5 separate regions of the Mus musculus genome follow, and regions 2, 3, 4 and 5 are each linked to region 1. The links are chromatin contacts, called in public ChIA-PET, HiChIP or PLAC-seq and promoter capture Hi-C maps. All regions are on one chromosome and are shown on one strand. The core of a region is the stretch at or near the end of the contact, and the rest is flanking DNA. Distances in the headings are between cores, read along the strand shown. Region 1 holds the start of Ubxn4 (UBX domain protein 4). Region 2 overlaps Acmsd (amino carboxymuconate semialdehyde decarboxylase). Region 3 overlaps Zranb3 (zinc finger, RAN-binding domain containing 3). Region 4 overlaps Zranb3 (zinc finger, RAN-binding domain containing 3). Region 5 overlaps Ccnt2 (cyclin T2).

The links. Promoter capture Hi-C pulls out the DNA fragments that hold promoters and counts their contacts. ChIA-PET counts read pairs in DNA pulled down with a chosen protein or histone mark. HiChIP or PLAC-seq counts read pairs in DNA pulled down with a chosen protein or histone mark.
Region 2: a contact with region 1 is called in a promoter capture Hi-C map of liver, with 2.0 times the contacts expected there. The contact joins the enhancer-like site here to the promoter of Ubxn4 in region 1. A contact is called at or near these places in 6 of 39 promoter capture datasets (the C10 cell line, the HPC-7 cell line, liver and 2 more) and 2 of 9 other capture datasets (adipose tissue and liver).
Region 3: a contact with region 1 is called in an RNA polymerase II ChIA-PET map of memory CD8 T cells, with 21 read pairs. The contact joins the enhancer-like site here to the promoter of Ubxn4 in region 1. A contact is called at or near these places in 7 of 39 promoter capture datasets (the C10 cell line, the HPC-7 cell line, embryonic stem cells and 4 more), 1 of 484 Hi-C or Micro-C datasets (bone marrow-derived macrophages), 7 of 115 datasets of contacts at active chromatin or transcription factors (bone marrow-derived macrophages, embryonic midbrain, embryonic stem cells and 2 more) and 4 of 9 other capture datasets (adipose tissue, embryonic stem cells, liver and 1 more).
Region 4: a FOXA1 HiChIP or PLAC-seq map of pancreatic cancer cells shows a contact between it and region 1. The contact joins the enhancer-like site here to the promoter of Ubxn4 in region 1. A contact is called at or near these places in 7 of 39 promoter capture datasets (3T3-L1-derived adipocytes, the C10 cell line, cranial neural crest and 3 more), 1 of 15 datasets of contacts at CTCF or cohesin (the NIH/3T3 cell line), 6 of 115 datasets of contacts at active chromatin or transcription factors (bone marrow-derived macrophages, embryonic stem cells, memory CD8 T cells and 1 more) and 3 of 9 other capture datasets (embryonic stem cells, liver and pancreatic islet).
Region 5: a contact with region 1 is called in a promoter capture Hi-C map of embryonic stem cells, with 4 times the contacts expected there. The contact joins the enhancer-like site here to the promoter of Ubxn4 in region 1. A contact is called at or near these places in 18 of 39 promoter capture datasets (3T3-L1-derived adipocytes, the C10 cell line, the HPC-7 cell line and 12 more), 1 of 484 Hi-C or Micro-C datasets (bone marrow-derived macrophages), 13 of 115 datasets of contacts at active chromatin or transcription factors (the SCID.adh cell line, bone marrow-derived macrophages, embryonic basal ganglia and 9 more) and 3 of 9 other capture datasets (adipose tissue, liver and pancreatic islet).

Annotation. Positions count from the first base shown.
Region 1 is chr1:128,242,694-128,245,393 of GRCm38.p6, forward strand. Ubxn4 (UBX domain protein 4) reads left to right here and starts at 1,444. Exons shown (of 13, transcript NM_026390.3): 1 at 1,444-1,859. The coding sequence starts at 1,778. It overlaps Gm41949 (a long non-coding RNA gene), which reads left to right and starts at 1,866. Exons shown (of 2, transcript XR_878509.3): 1 at 1,866-1,949; 2 at 2,070-2,700.
Region 2 is chr1:127,754,636-127,757,335 of GRCm38.p6, forward strand. The region is part of intron 6 of Acmsd (amino carboxymuconate semialdehyde decarboxylase); the gene reads left to right. The region is part of intron 1 of 2900009J06Rik (RIKEN cDNA 2900009J06 gene); the gene reads right to left. Among named protein-coding and RNA genes, the nearest start is that of 2900009J06Rik, 18 kb to the right of the region's middle. Within about 2 kb of position 1,301, at least 36 of the 459 cell types and tissues checked have an H3K27ac peak or open chromatin away from gene starts, as enhancers often do. A contact at or near this core is called in the HPC-7 cell line and liver, where this site is marked.
Region 3 is chr1:127,952,775-127,955,474 of GRCm38.p6, forward strand. Zranb3 (zinc finger, RAN-binding domain containing 3) reads right to left here. Exons shown (of 21, transcript NM_027678.3): 21 at 1,405-2,291. The coding sequence ends at 2,193. Among named protein-coding and RNA genes, the nearest start is that of Gm28800, 6.7 kb to the right of the region's middle. Within about 2 kb of position 1,322, at least 10 of the 459 cell types and tissues checked have an H3K27ac peak or open chromatin away from gene starts, as enhancers often do. A contact at or near this core is called in memory CD8 T cells, where this site is marked.
Region 4 is chr1:127,974,589-127,977,288 of GRCm38.p6, forward strand. It overlaps Zranb3 (zinc finger, RAN-binding domain containing 3), which reads right to left. Exons shown (of 21, transcript NM_027678.3): 13 at 1,551-1,956. Among named protein-coding and RNA genes, the nearest start is that of Gm28800, 15 kb to the left of the region's middle. Within about 2 kb of position 1,338, at least 88 of the 459 cell types and tissues checked have an H3K27ac peak or open chromatin away from gene starts, as enhancers often do. A contact at or near this core is called in the NIH/3T3 cell line, bone marrow-derived macrophages and pancreatic cancer cells, where this site is marked.
Region 5 is chr1:127,801,887-127,804,586 of GRCm38.p6, forward strand. It overlaps Ccnt2 (cyclin T2), which reads left to right. Exons shown (of 9, transcript NM_028399.1): 9 at 276-2,700. The coding sequence ends at 1,673. Among named protein-coding and RNA genes, the nearest start is that of Ccnt2, 29 kb to the left of the region's middle. Within about 2 kb of position 1,310, at least 10 of the 459 cell types and tissues checked have an H3K27ac peak or open chromatin away from gene starts, as enhancers often do. A contact at or near this core is called in embryonic stem cells, where this site is marked.

The sequences.
Region 1 (2,700 bases), core at 194-2,693:
AAATGGAGGTGCTCACGAACTGGGGTAGCTGTTTCCACGTCCTGCCACTAATGCTGCTTTGTATTAGTCACTTGTATCTGCCTTCGAAGCAGAAAAGGGATATCAAAGTAGTTAAATATATATATATATTTGAAGGAAGATAGGAGAAATTGGCCAATTTAAGCCAGATTAGATTATATTAAAGGCAGGTTTTTGGGAAACCGCTCTCGGTCGGCGAGTTCACTGGCCCCAAGGATCAAGGCCAAGGAAGTTGCCACCAGGGAGAGGGGAGCAGCTAGTGGAGGAAGATATATAGTAAGAGAGAAGGGGGGGGAGTGGGAATGGGCAAGGAGAGAGAGAGAGAGAGAGAGAGAGAGAGAGAGAGAGAGATCTGGACTGGGAAGTTCAAAGTTGGAGGCAGGGTATGGACTGAGGGATGCTGGGAGAACCTGGAGGCCAGGTCTGCTTTGGTGTGGAAAATATGCACCTCAGTCCCTTGTCCCCAAGTCCGAAACCAAACACTAGAAACTTGTGCAAATGTTTTTTCTTCCATTTTGATTTCGTATGCATCCATAAACCTTACATAGTTATTAATTTATTTTCTTACTGGCCTATACACAAGTTGATTCTACTCCATTTAGACTTTCTTTACTCTATCACTCAAGGAAACAACAGAAATATTTTCTTTACATGATATTCATACAAGTTAAGTACAGCCAGCCAAGATGGTACACGCTGGATGGTACAGGTAGGAGGATTGTCTTCACAGAATTAAAAATAAATAAGTTTTTTCAATAGCATAGCATAGTGGCTGAAGGTTTTACAATGTGATCCAGTTAGTAAATGCACATTATAGCCAAAAGCCAGCATTCTGCCACTTCGCTTACCCTTCAGATAAGGGGCCTATGTGGTACTGCGGGGTGGGAGGCGGGCGAGGAGGAACACTGTTGTACCTCTAGCCGGTCTTTTTCTTTTGTTTGTTTGGGGTTTTTGGTAAGTTGGTTGGTTGGTTTTTGTTTGTTTGTTTGTTTGTTTGTTATTCAGGGTCTCTGTACAAATCCTGACAGTCCGCGGAACTCACCTTGTAGACTAAGCTGTCCATCTCATACAGGCAGGCAGGCCTCTGCTTTCGGATTGCTGGGATTAAATGCGTGGTTTGCCACGCCCCTCTGAATCCCATCTTTTTCACAGGGTCAAATTAAATAAAAACCAAAGGCTTCGGGTCAAGCCCCGTAAAGCTTGTTTATTTGTGGAGCAGATTGCTTGCAGAAGTCAGAGGGTGACAGCAACTCGATACCTAGCATTTACTCTTACAGCGTTGATGTGCTCACTATGCTCACTCTCGCCATGCTTTGAGCCCACAGTTTACCTTTCCGCAAATTAACAAGCCTCGGAAGACTACAATTCCCAGGAAGCCTCACTGCAGGCGACGTCAACGTGCCGTAGCGGTTAGTCATCCTTCCTGATACTTCCTTCCACTTCCTGGAGTCGGAACCCGAGGCTTCGCGGGGGCGCGCACTTACGGACTTACCTAGCCGACCAGGCACCGGGGCGCGCGACCCCTGACGAGGAGTGTCGTCGTCACGTGACACAGGGGCGTACTTTTCTTGCCAAGCGCGCTCCGGTGCGCGTCCCCAGGGGGTGGCTGTCGGGCGTACGGGCTGGCTGGGTCCTCAGACCGGGGCCCGGATTAGCCGGTGGTTGCCGGGGCCACGAGGCCAAAGAACCAGGAGGGCGGGGTCGGCTGTGGCACCGCGGCGACGACACACCGAGCGAGCGCCTGGGCCTGAAGGGGACGATGCTGTGGTTCCAGGGCGCCATCCCGGCGGCCATCGCGTCTGCTAAGAGGAGCGGCGCGGTCTTCGTGGTGTTCGTGGCAGGTGACTGGGGAGAGGGCCCGAGAACGGTGGCGCTTTGATCTTGTTCTGGATTCTCGTTAGCGTCGAGTGAGCTAGGCAGGAGGAGCTAAGGTGGGCCGGGCTCAGACAGCCTAAGACCCTGTCGCCCAGTCCACTCGGTCTCTTCGGGGCCGCTCGTCTCCTGTCCGGGCCAGTACAGCTTTTTTTTTTTTTTTTTTTTTTTTTTATAAGGCTCCAGGCTTGCTCCGCTGCGGGGCCGACCCAGACGCCAAGCCTCTCCAGGCCGCGGGCGGGCCCAGTGCCACTTGGTGCTTCTGGGGTCTGTTGGGGACTCCGGCGTGACCTGTCTGCATCTGTGTGGGAAGCGCGTCCAGGCCCTGTCCCCAATCACTGAACCCTGCGAGGAGTCGCGCCCTGCAGGCCTTGGCAATCGGGTTGTCGCAGGCAGACCCCCCCCCCCAAGACCCCCAGCCCTGGTGTTCCCCTTCTTGGTCCTCTGGGATCTCCTCTTCTGGCAGCTTGGACCTTTTAATTCTTGGTGTGCGGGTGTGGTTGGGACAGGCCACTAGGCAGACAACTGGGTCTAGAAAGTTGTGAGCTGTCAAGAAAGCTGTGTCATCGGTAAGCCACAAAGAAACCACCTGATGTCTTAGAATGTTCCCGAAACATAAACTTGAGCTCACAGATGGTACTCTTTTATCATAGTACTCAGAGGGAACTGAGGTGCAATAATTACTTTATTACAAGTTGACCTTTTTTTTTTTTAACTTTTAACATAGTTTTTAAAGTACATACTCAGTCCTGATTCTTCCTCTCTTCTAACCTAAAATGTAGTTTTCCAGACATGTGCCAACTCATTTAC
Region 2 (2,700 bases), core at 51-2,550, 490 kb before region 1:
GAAGGGAGTAGAGACAGACAGACAGACAGACAGACAGACAGACAGAGATAGAGAGGAGGAGGAAAGAAGAGACCGGCCAGGAACGTGTGGAGGGGGGAGAGGGAAGAGGAGAGAGGGAGAAAGGGGTCGGAGAGAAAGTGGGCAGAGAGAGTAAGAGAGCCAGAAGAGGGCAGCCTCTTTTACAGTTAGTCAAGCCTATTTGGCTAATGACAGGAAACTGTTGGACAGAGTCTAGAAGGAATGTAACACACACACACACACACACACACACACACACACGGGTGAAGAGCTATCATTCAACTGCTTAGTAGAAAGCTGACTCACAAAGAACCAGAAGGAAATGGTATTGTCTATCACCCTGTCTATCAGAAGCTCTGCTGGAAAAAACACCCTTCTGTGGATACAATCCACCATGCTCTTGGAATTCCCAGGAGGCCTGGAAGCTAGGCAAACCTGTGCTTGGAGAGCAGTGAGGGGCAGAAGGAGTCTACAGTGAGGTCCTCACTGACAATCTAGTCTCTAGCTCTGGATTCCCAACTAGCTCCTGGGGGTTAAAGCATGAGACATGAACCAACTGCTGCTTCTAGGAGTAGGAAACACTTAAAGTAATTCACATCCACCCAATAATTTTTCAGTCTTAGCTCCCAAGAGGTAGCAGAAACTTGACGGGATTAACAGTAACATTACATTAACATTTAGTGAGCTATACCTAGGCACCAGATACTCTCACAGAACCCTCAAAATAACCCATTGCCAGAAGCCAACCATCACTACTGTGTAAACTGATACCATGTCCACTCCAAGGTGTAGTTGAGGGAAGGGTTTTATTATAGATGTGAGAGAGAGAACAATGTAGATGTGAATTCAGGTAGCTATGAGCCAGAGGCATCTGGAAGAATCCAGAACAGAGAAAGTAACAGACTAAACATAGCTAGCATACTGGATTTAGCCATGAGAGGAGAAGGCAATATAGGGGAGAGCGAAAGATGAAGACAAAGAGAAGGAAAATGAGAGGCTAAGACTAAGCAGCAATAGAATGAGAATGAGAAGCCAGGGAGGGGAGCTTCTAAGCTGAAGAAGGACCAGAGTAAGAGGCAGAAGGGGAAGAGCCAGGATGCCTGCAAGGACTCTGAAATGTGTAACAGGTACCTGTGATACTGAGAGATCTGGGGGCACTCTGGTATGCTAATGGCTACCACAGATAGCCCTTTGTCCCTTCTGCCAATGGTAGAGGAGAGCCCGGCTTCACAGTTTCCTGAGGAATGTTGACTTTTGTCTAACTGGCAGAATTTGAACCCGGCAATCTCCCTAAGCTCACAGATGAGGAAATTTAGAGAGCTGACTAATATTTGCTGACTGCCTCCAAGGTGAAGTCATAACCAGGAGCTTTACTAATGTCATTATTTACAAAACTGCACAAAAGTCCTACAAGACAGGAAGGAACGTCCTCTGGTGATACAACACAGGCTGGGACCAAACAATTTCCTCAAGGCCAAGAGGCAGAAAATGGCGAGAGCTGTCTATCCTGCCCAGAAGCCTAACTCCACACATCCAAAACTGAAAGGAGAGAGGCTGGGGACTTAGCTCCGGGGTAGAGTGCTTGCCTAGCAAGCACAAGGACCTGGGTTTGATCCTTAATATTGAAAAGAAAACTGAAGGCAAATAAATGTCACTGGAGAGTCAGGGCCAGGCCAGATGCTTCCAGCTTCTTGGGCTCTTATCCAAGGAGCTGAAAGTAAGAACTCATATAGATTTGCAAAATAACTCTATTAGGAGTGAAGGGCTACCACATGACAGTAAGTATTAGCTCATGTTTATTTTCTTGCTGTGAGTGAGGCTGCATTGAAACCACGGAACTGGACTGATCCATAGTGCCTGGAAAGAAAAGGTTAATTATAAATTTGAAGCTGGCATGTAACAATCTCTAGGGTAGTAGAGAATATTCAGGGGTATTTTGGGGGGTCCAAAGCTGCTGTGGCTACCTCTCAGGAGACAGGGAGGAGGGACTACTAACTGGCAACTGCCAGTGCTATCTCTTAGGAGCAGAGAGAAAAAGAGTGGGCGGGAGGGGGGTGATAAGGGAGTGGCCAGTTTTAAAGGGAGCATGGTAGCTGCAAGGTTAAGGGGATGAAGAACTTGTAAGCTGGAAAGGCCTGGGAGCTTAGGGCCAGAAGAGCCCAGAGGCTTTGAAACTCGCCATAGCTACAAGCTAAAAAGGACTAAAGGGGCCTGGAGGTCAGTGTAGGTTTTGATAGTAACTAGATGCCTCAGTTGCCTGAGATTGAAAGAAATAAGGGAACTAGCTCTTTGAGCCAGAGAGAAATATAGGCTCTGAGCGAGCAATGGGGGCTTTTATCTGTTTACCCAAGATCCTTCTTCATCAGCCTGAACCGAGCCTAGACTCATCTTGAGACAAGTGGCACTGCCTTTTGGGGTTTGGGACCTAACACTTACTGCTAATGTCCCTTCCCATAATGCATTTTATTTTAATTATGTACCTGCCCATCTTAAGATGACAAATAGAGGATTCTCCCTAATAGGTTACTAAATGCCACAGTTTTGTATATGTACTTCAAACCAGTTCAGGCCAGATAGGTCCTTCTGTTCTTCCTAGCTGGATATGTTAAGAATACACTTGAAAGCCAGGCGTGGTGGCGCACGCCTTTAATCCCAGCATGTGGGAGGCAGAGGCAGGTGGAT
Region 3 (2,700 bases), core at 72-2,571, 290 kb before region 1:
CCCACTACAGTGAATGAGGAGCAAGCCCCACTGACTGACCTACTTACACCAAAGTCTGCCAAGAAGACCACATGCTGGAGGGGAGGGGCCGTGGGCTGGGCCTGCATTTCTTGCCTGCGAACCATGATGATTGGTTACTGGAAATAAGGTGGAAAATTGCAAAAAGGCAGGTGTGCAGAGCAGGAAAGAGGCCAGACAGTGCAGGATCTGCTTTATAAGAGAGACAGCTCCACCTGACGTCACGCAATAGGTCAGTTATAGACTTGATGACACTCTGCAAGGATAGCTCACAGTGCATAAGGCTTCTACAAATAAGGTGTGACCTGGTAGCTGCTAACTAACATTAAGCATTTGACGTGGTTTGCATCCCAGTGTACACACATGGGCGCCTCTGGGGATGGAATTCCTCCTTGGATCTGAGAGTGATGCTTTTTTGATTGTCACTCTTCCTGCAGGGGACGTTGCTGGAATGGCTTCGCCCTTTCCTGTCATTATCCCTATTTTCTTTTTAAAAGGTTACTTAAATATTTTTTTCAAATTTATTATATTCATCTTTGTATGGGTGTTTTGCCTGCATGTGTAGCTATGGATAATTCGTGTGCTAGTGTCCAAGGCCAGAAGAGGGACAGTTCTGAGCTTCCACGTGGGTCCTGGGACCCAAACCCTGGCGCTTGAGAAGGACAGTTCGTGCTCTTCCCACCGAGCCACCTCTCCAGTCCATCATTAGCACGTGTCTCATTAATGTTACCATTGGGTTTGACCTACATTTAACCTTCTGGTTGTTTTTATGTGGTGAATTTTATCACTATTAGTCTTGTGTGTATGTGTGTATGGAGAACATGCACATGGAGGCCAGATGTCACTAAACCAGAAGCTTACCTCTTCCCTGGACCGTTGGCCTGGGAGCCCCAGGGATCCTTCTGTTTCTGGCTACTCGGTGCTGGGGTCACAGGTGCCACCACACCTAGGTTTTCACACAGGTTCTGTGGCTCAGACTTAAGCTATTATGCTGTGTGGCCAGCAGCTCATCAACTGAGCCACCTCCCAACCCCACTGTCACTTTATTGTGGAAACGGGGTCTTACCACATGGCCTTGCCTGACCTAGAACTCACTCTGTAGACCAGGCTGGCCCCAGACTCATAAAGATCCGCCTGCCTCTGCCTCCTGAATGCTGGAACTAAAGGCGTGCGCCACCACGATTTGTTGGCCATCCTTCTTTTTAAGAGGTAACAGAAATAAACCTAATAAAATAGGATATGGAGAAGGAGAGATGGTCCCGTGGTTAGCAACTCAGTCTGCAGCATCTGTCAGAGCTGCTGTGTGGCAGGCCTGGGAGCTACACCACCTCTGTGGGCAACTGCGCATCTCCCCCGGCCCCACAGGGATACACGTACCCATAATTTAAAAATATTTTTAAAAAATTACAAGGTTTATTGAAAGAACAGAACAAAACAAATCACTACCAGGATTTTAAAACCAGGAAACGAGGACCAGGAGACAAAATCTGTTTTGACAATTAGCCTGATTTTATACATTAAAAACAAAACAAACCATGACAGGAAACAAGGGAGCAAACAGGAAAACAGAAGCGAGGCTGTGCGGCACTGTGGTCTCTCACTTGTTCTCATGGTTACTCAGAGCACAGCAGTTGTACACAGACACCATGTGAGCTTACAATCAGTTCATTAACAAAAGCATCTCTTCAATGAAGAGGACTGGCCCAGAAATCAAGCAAGGAGGCTGCACCCCAAACATGCGCCTGAGCTGTAATCATTCCTTACTAATCATGGCTTGTCTCCAAAATGTCCCTGATTGTTCTGGAATGTTCCCTTTATACTACACAGTCCAGAAGCAATGGTGATCAAGAGCTGTCAGGTTTGCGTGAATATATTTGTCCCACACTATCCATGCCCAATGCAGTGATTAAGGTGTAGAAGGGGAAAAAAAGCGGAACAAAATCTTGCTGAAACATAATTGACAATCTTCATGAGTCAGGAAGACCCCAGAATCTTCCCATCATCCCTCAGTTTCTGTTAAGTATGTAACACTAAGAGAGCTTAGCAAAAATCTAAATTTCAGTTATTGACTTATATTTAAAAACTTCCTATTCTTAAAATACTAGACATACATGAAGATGAATTGTGACAACTGCTTCTGCCTGCAGGCCATCTGCTTCTGTTTATATCTCGCCTTACTTCTTCACCAGAAACCGGGTGATGTCTGATCCGTGCTTTGTTGCCAGAGAGAGTCGTCTCACCTGACTTCTTTCCTTGGCTTGCTGGGCAGTTCTCTAGGAGGAAGCAGATACATAGCTTAGGTTAGGGAGAAAGCTTTCTGCTGAAGCCTGGAAAAAGGCACATTATCCATATATGCAGTGCTTACCCACAGGAAATGTCCTGAGAGCCTAGGTTTACCAGTCTCAGTTATAGGAAAACATTCTTTTGGGGCAGAGACTGAAGGAATGACCATCTAGAGACTGCTCCACCTGGGGATCCATCCCATAAACAACCACCAAAACCAGACACTATTGCAGATGCCAAGAAGAGCTTGCTGACAGGAGCCTGGTATAGCTCTCTCCTGAGAGGCTCTGCCAGTGCCTGGCAAATACAGAAGTGGATGCTCACAGCCATCCATTGGACAGAGCACATGGTCCCCAATGAAGGAGCTAGAGAAAGTACCCAAAGTCTGAAGGGGTTTAC
Region 4 (2,700 bases), core at 88-2,587, 270 kb before region 1:
TTTGTAGGTTACATTGGATAAAACCACTCTGGCACTCAAATCAGAGATATAAAGTTGGGCAATTTCAGCTGTTGGTTGTTGATATTATCATTCAGTGTATACTATGCCCTATTGATTTCAAAGCAGCTTTCACAAACTGCAGCAACCATATGGCTCCTTTAATGCTTTTGGATTCTACTGTTTCTTCAAGAGTTTTAAGAAAGCAATATTAAAATTTTAATTAGTATTCATTCTGCCCTTTAATACCTTGTGGGTACAAACAAATCAAGGTACCAGCTCATTATGCCAATTGTAATAATGTAAACCTGAGCACTGTCGTGTTGAAACGCACTGTTACTTGAAACTCTTATCTTTTCCCTAAGCAGGCTACTTCACGCTCACAACTGGAGTTTATTTCTTCAGGTTTCTTGGCAGGCTGCTTATTCAATCATAGGTCTAGAAACTTTCACTGTTGTTCCTAGCATCAAAAGGGAAAATGAGAACTATCAAACACATAATAAACTAGGATTTTTTTTTTTCCTAAGCTAGTCACTTTCTACTCTTGCTGTGAGCTAACTTTACAAGTTGCTTTATTTTGATTGCACCAGCTGGGATTGCAGGGGGTCATGTTAACTGTGGCAAGGACATCACATGGAGAGAGTGTGTGGTTCTAGTTTTGTTTCAGAGAACAGGTGCCCACATAACAAATACAGCTACCCAGACGGCCACTTGTCAATTTTGATAGAGCTCTCAGAAGTGAGAGAGGAAAGACTCAGGTTCTGTATTCCTTCGGATTAACACTGAGAGGAGGAGGGGTGGGGAAACTATAACATTAGAGTCTCTTAGTTCTGTCCTGGTTAGAGCCTGCTGTTAGAAGAATGAATATAGAGGAGAACCACTGTGAACAACTATACCATTGTTAAAATAACCTATTTCTAGTTTCCAGAACTGTCAATGTGGCATTTTTTCATTGCCATAAAAATATTCTCTGGAACTGAAAACAGTGAGAATACTAATATTTCTGATATTTTTCTGTTACATTGTATTTATTCTGCATGCATGTATTGGTTAGATTCTTTTAATAAGACCTGAAGAAGAGCTTATGAGTTGTCAAGGAAGAAATATGGCACAATGAATACTGAGCAGGCCAAGTAGTTACAAAATGATTCTATTTAAATATAAAAACCATCTCATTTCCTTAAAAAACAAGAATATCTACTTCTTTCATAACAGCAGGTCTGTGATGGGCAGCACATTTGCTACCATAGCAACAAGGCTTCTCCTGCCCACTGAGCTCACATCCTGTTGACATTATTCAGAAATGCCCATTTGTGCCAAGTTAATGCCAAGCCAGTGGCACTCAGAATATATATTCTTGACAGAACCAGGAGTCATTCACATTCCACAGGGGATGAATCGACAGTCTTTACTCAGGGAACTTCTTATTCGATTTTAAGGGCTGTAGGCCCTGCTGAGTCATGAGGCACTTCTGTAACATTACTACCCAAAGGCTTGGGTGGTCTTTAGGGCACCCTCCCTGCCAGCCTCATCCCCACCTTCCGTACACTCACCAGCTCTGCTCCGAGGGTTCTCACACATCTCACAGTATGGAAGGCCTGGGTTGTTGAGGAATGTGCAGAAGCCACACTGCCATCCCTTCTCAGGAAGGGCTGGAGAAGCCAATGGGGGCTTGACCTCATGGACAACTTCCATGGATGTGGCTCTGGCTTGCAAGGACGGTCCTTCCTCCAGGGCACTGCTGTGGTCCTCGGTGCTCAGGGACTTCAACCTTTTAGCTTCAGGCTCACACCCATTTTTGTCAGCAGTGCTATCACTTGTAGCCATTTTTCTAGGGTCCGAGGCCACTGTAATCTTCTCCTTGAATGCCTCTGGGTCATCACAGGTCGTTTCTAACTGTCTCTTTTTCAGTTTTGGTAAGAAGAATGATCGAATATCATGCTGTTTCTCTTTTTCAAACTGAAATCAGCCAACAGTTATGAAATGGGGAAACAACTGTTCTTCCTAAATGAAAGAACTTAGCATTTTCATTAACCAGACTGACTGGAAATGAATCCAATTATAGTGTCACTCTTCATAAATACACATAACTCAGTGGAATGAACACAGTCATGCACTGAATGGATATAGCCACATACTTCCTATGTGTCTTTGCTTAGCACGTACTGTGTGCTGAACTCATTCAACCCTTATGCTAGCCCCGTGAAGGAGGCTTCGGGTGAGGAAATTAGATAGAGAAGTTATAAAATAGAAATATACTTTATACACTATCTTCCTTAGATGTGCATCTGGTAAAAAGGGGAATTGCATATGTAGAAATTTTAGCAAATAAAATAGTATTTTAAGTCAAAAACCTAGAAAAATACTTCCATGGCCAAATTGTAAACACATTGTATATAAACTACATGACACTCATATTAAAACATTATACTGACCAGGAAACATTTTTCAAATAGCATTAAAATATTTATTCTGACTACTACATGCATATGCATACACATGAATGTGCACTCCCACATGTATTTCACATACCCGCAAACATACAAACACACAGACACAAAGCACACTGACACCCACAAATGAAAAAAGAAAAGCTTTCCTTTGTTTTTAAGGGTTTCATTAACTTCTAACTTAGTATTCTAAAACTTCATAATTACGTACATCTATCTGTGTCTATATAATCTATAAGTATATGCCTCAAAA
Region 5 (2,700 bases), core at 60-2,559, 440 kb before region 1:
TTCTTTTTTTAATTCTCTGTAATGTTGGGGAAATTCCCTTGTTTCAAGTGAGGCTAAAGCCTACACAAGTTACTGTCTCAATTCCTGGGTTAGGATAGAACTGTATATCTATTTCTCCAACCATAGAGCCTTCTTCCCCTGCATTCATTTATTGCCATAGAACTTGGAATTCAGGTAGATTTGTTTCCATGAACTTCCTTTAGAGTTTTACAAGCAAAGACATTTGTGTTAAATCCCTTTGCTGTCATTGTTTCTTCTATTTTTCATTTAACTAGGCTATGGCTAAGAAACCAAAAGTAGATGGACAAGTATCAGAGACACCACTGCTTGGTTCATCTTTGGTCCAGAATTCTATTTTAGTAGATAGTGTCACTGGTGTACCTGCCAACCCAAGCTTTCAGAAACCATCAACATCAACGTTCCCTGCTCCAATACCTCTAAATTCAGGAAGTACTTCTGTTCAAGATAGCCGTGCATCTGATAATTTATCAGTGCTAGCAGCAGGAATGCCCAGTACCTCATACAGTTTGTCATCACACCAAGAGTGGCCCCAGCATCCAGATTCAGCCAGGACAGACCCAGTGTACACACAGAAACAGGAGGCCACTCTCTCTGGGAGCCAGTACATAAGCTTCCAGCAGGGACCTTCAATGGCACTGCATTCTGGATTACATCACAGGCCGGACAAAGTTGCTGATCATTCATCAGCTAAGCAAGAATATACTCACAAAGCTGGGAGCAGTAAACACCATGGTCCCATACCTGCTACTCCTGGAATGCTTCCTCAGAAAATGTCTTTAGATAAGTACAGAGAGAAGCGGAAGCTGGAAACCCTTGACGTGGACACAAGGGATCACTATCTAGCTGCCCATGCAGAACAGCAGCACAAGCATGGGCCGGCTCAGGCAGTCACGGGCACTTCTGTCACTTCTCCCATCAAGATGAAGCTCCCCCTCACCAACTCGGACAGGCCTGAGAAACACGTGGCAGAGAAAAAGGAGAGGAGTGGATCACTGAAGCTCCGCATTCCCATCCCCCCGCCTGACAAAGGTCCCAGCAAAGAGGAGCTGAAGATGAAAATCAAAGTGGCATCCTCGGAAAGACACAGCTCTTCTGATGAAGGCAGTGGGAAGAGCAAGCACTCAAGCCCACACATCAGCAGAGACCACAAGGAGAAGCACAAGGAGCACCCTGCCAACCGCCACCACAGCAGCCACAAGTATTTGCACATGCACAGTGGAGGCAGTAAGCACACAGCGGATGGAATGCCTCCCACGGTGCTCAGGAGTCCTGTGGGCCTGGGCCCTGAAGGCGTCTCCTCCGCCTCCAGTGCAAGGAAGAAGCTGCATAGCAGCGAAGCCTCCCACAACCACCACTCCAAAATGAGCAAAAGTTCCAAAAGTGCAGGTAGTTCATCTAGTTCTTCCTCTGTTAAGCAGTATCTATCCTCTCACAGCTCTGTTTTTAACCATCCCTTACCCCCTCCTCCCCCTGTCACATACCAGGTGGGCTACGGACATCTCAGCACCCTCGTGAAACTGGACAAGAAACCAGTGGAGCCCCACGGTCCTGAGGCCAATCACGAGTACAGTACAAGCAGCCAGCATATGGACTACAAAGACACATTCGACATGCTGGACTCGCTGCTAAGTGCCCAAGGAATGAATATGTAACCTTTGTTTAGGTCAACTTTTCCTTGCCTTTTTAATTTAAAAATGGTTGGAATGGAAAACGCCCTCCTGGTCCGGCGGTGGTGCCACTGCTTCCATATTTGTAAGTGCTGCTTTGTTCTTCATTCTGAAAGAAGAGATGATAGTAAACAAGCCTATCTCCACATACGATAGTGTTACCAGGACTGTAACCGCATGGAAGATGCAGCTGAGAACATTAGGATGAATGGCTGGCTGCTGCTAGGAGCCTAAGCTGCTTCAAGCTTCTCTTATTTATGATTTGAATATTGTAGCTGTTTTTTGTTGTTGCTTGGCTTTGAATGAGTGTCAGTTGTTTTCTTTTGTGTATTTATACTTGTATGTATGGTTTGCATGTCTCAGTGATAAAGGGATAAAACAGTATACTGACAGCTGTTTACAAGAAAGTGGAGAAAAATGTACATACATTTTTGTATGTTTAGATATTACCATAAATACTCAGGATTGGAGCTGCTTGTAAGAATAACAATATACAGAATAACTTTATTTTCTCTCGTCAGAGTCCATCACTAATCTAAAACACAAGTGGCACTTTTTTTATGTTAACCTTAATTAAACTCTAGGCCTTACTGGAAGCCGCTGAGGGGACACTTCACTACTAGACGGGAATGTGGTGCCATGGGTGGTCCTTAACACTGGGAAGCACTCAGTTTGCCTTCAGAGGTCCTGACCAGATTGGCTGCAGAATCAGCCGTTGATTTCTGAAGGCTTGAAGAGGAAAACACAATAAAGTTTACATACTCTTGATGTGAAGTGCATTTAAATGTTTGTTGGCTTGTTGCAGTGCTGTAGAAAGCAGCTAATAATTGGTGTGAGGATGACTGTGACTTTGCTCACAGCAGCTCCCAGTGAAGATGAGTCCATTTCTTCAGGAACGCTGACACTACAGATTCTAAGAGTGAACAGGGGTCACTTTTCCTTTAGCATTGCAGTGACACCATAGTCTTGAATATACTCTTCCCATGGAGAGAGAGAGTGAGTGTGTATGTGA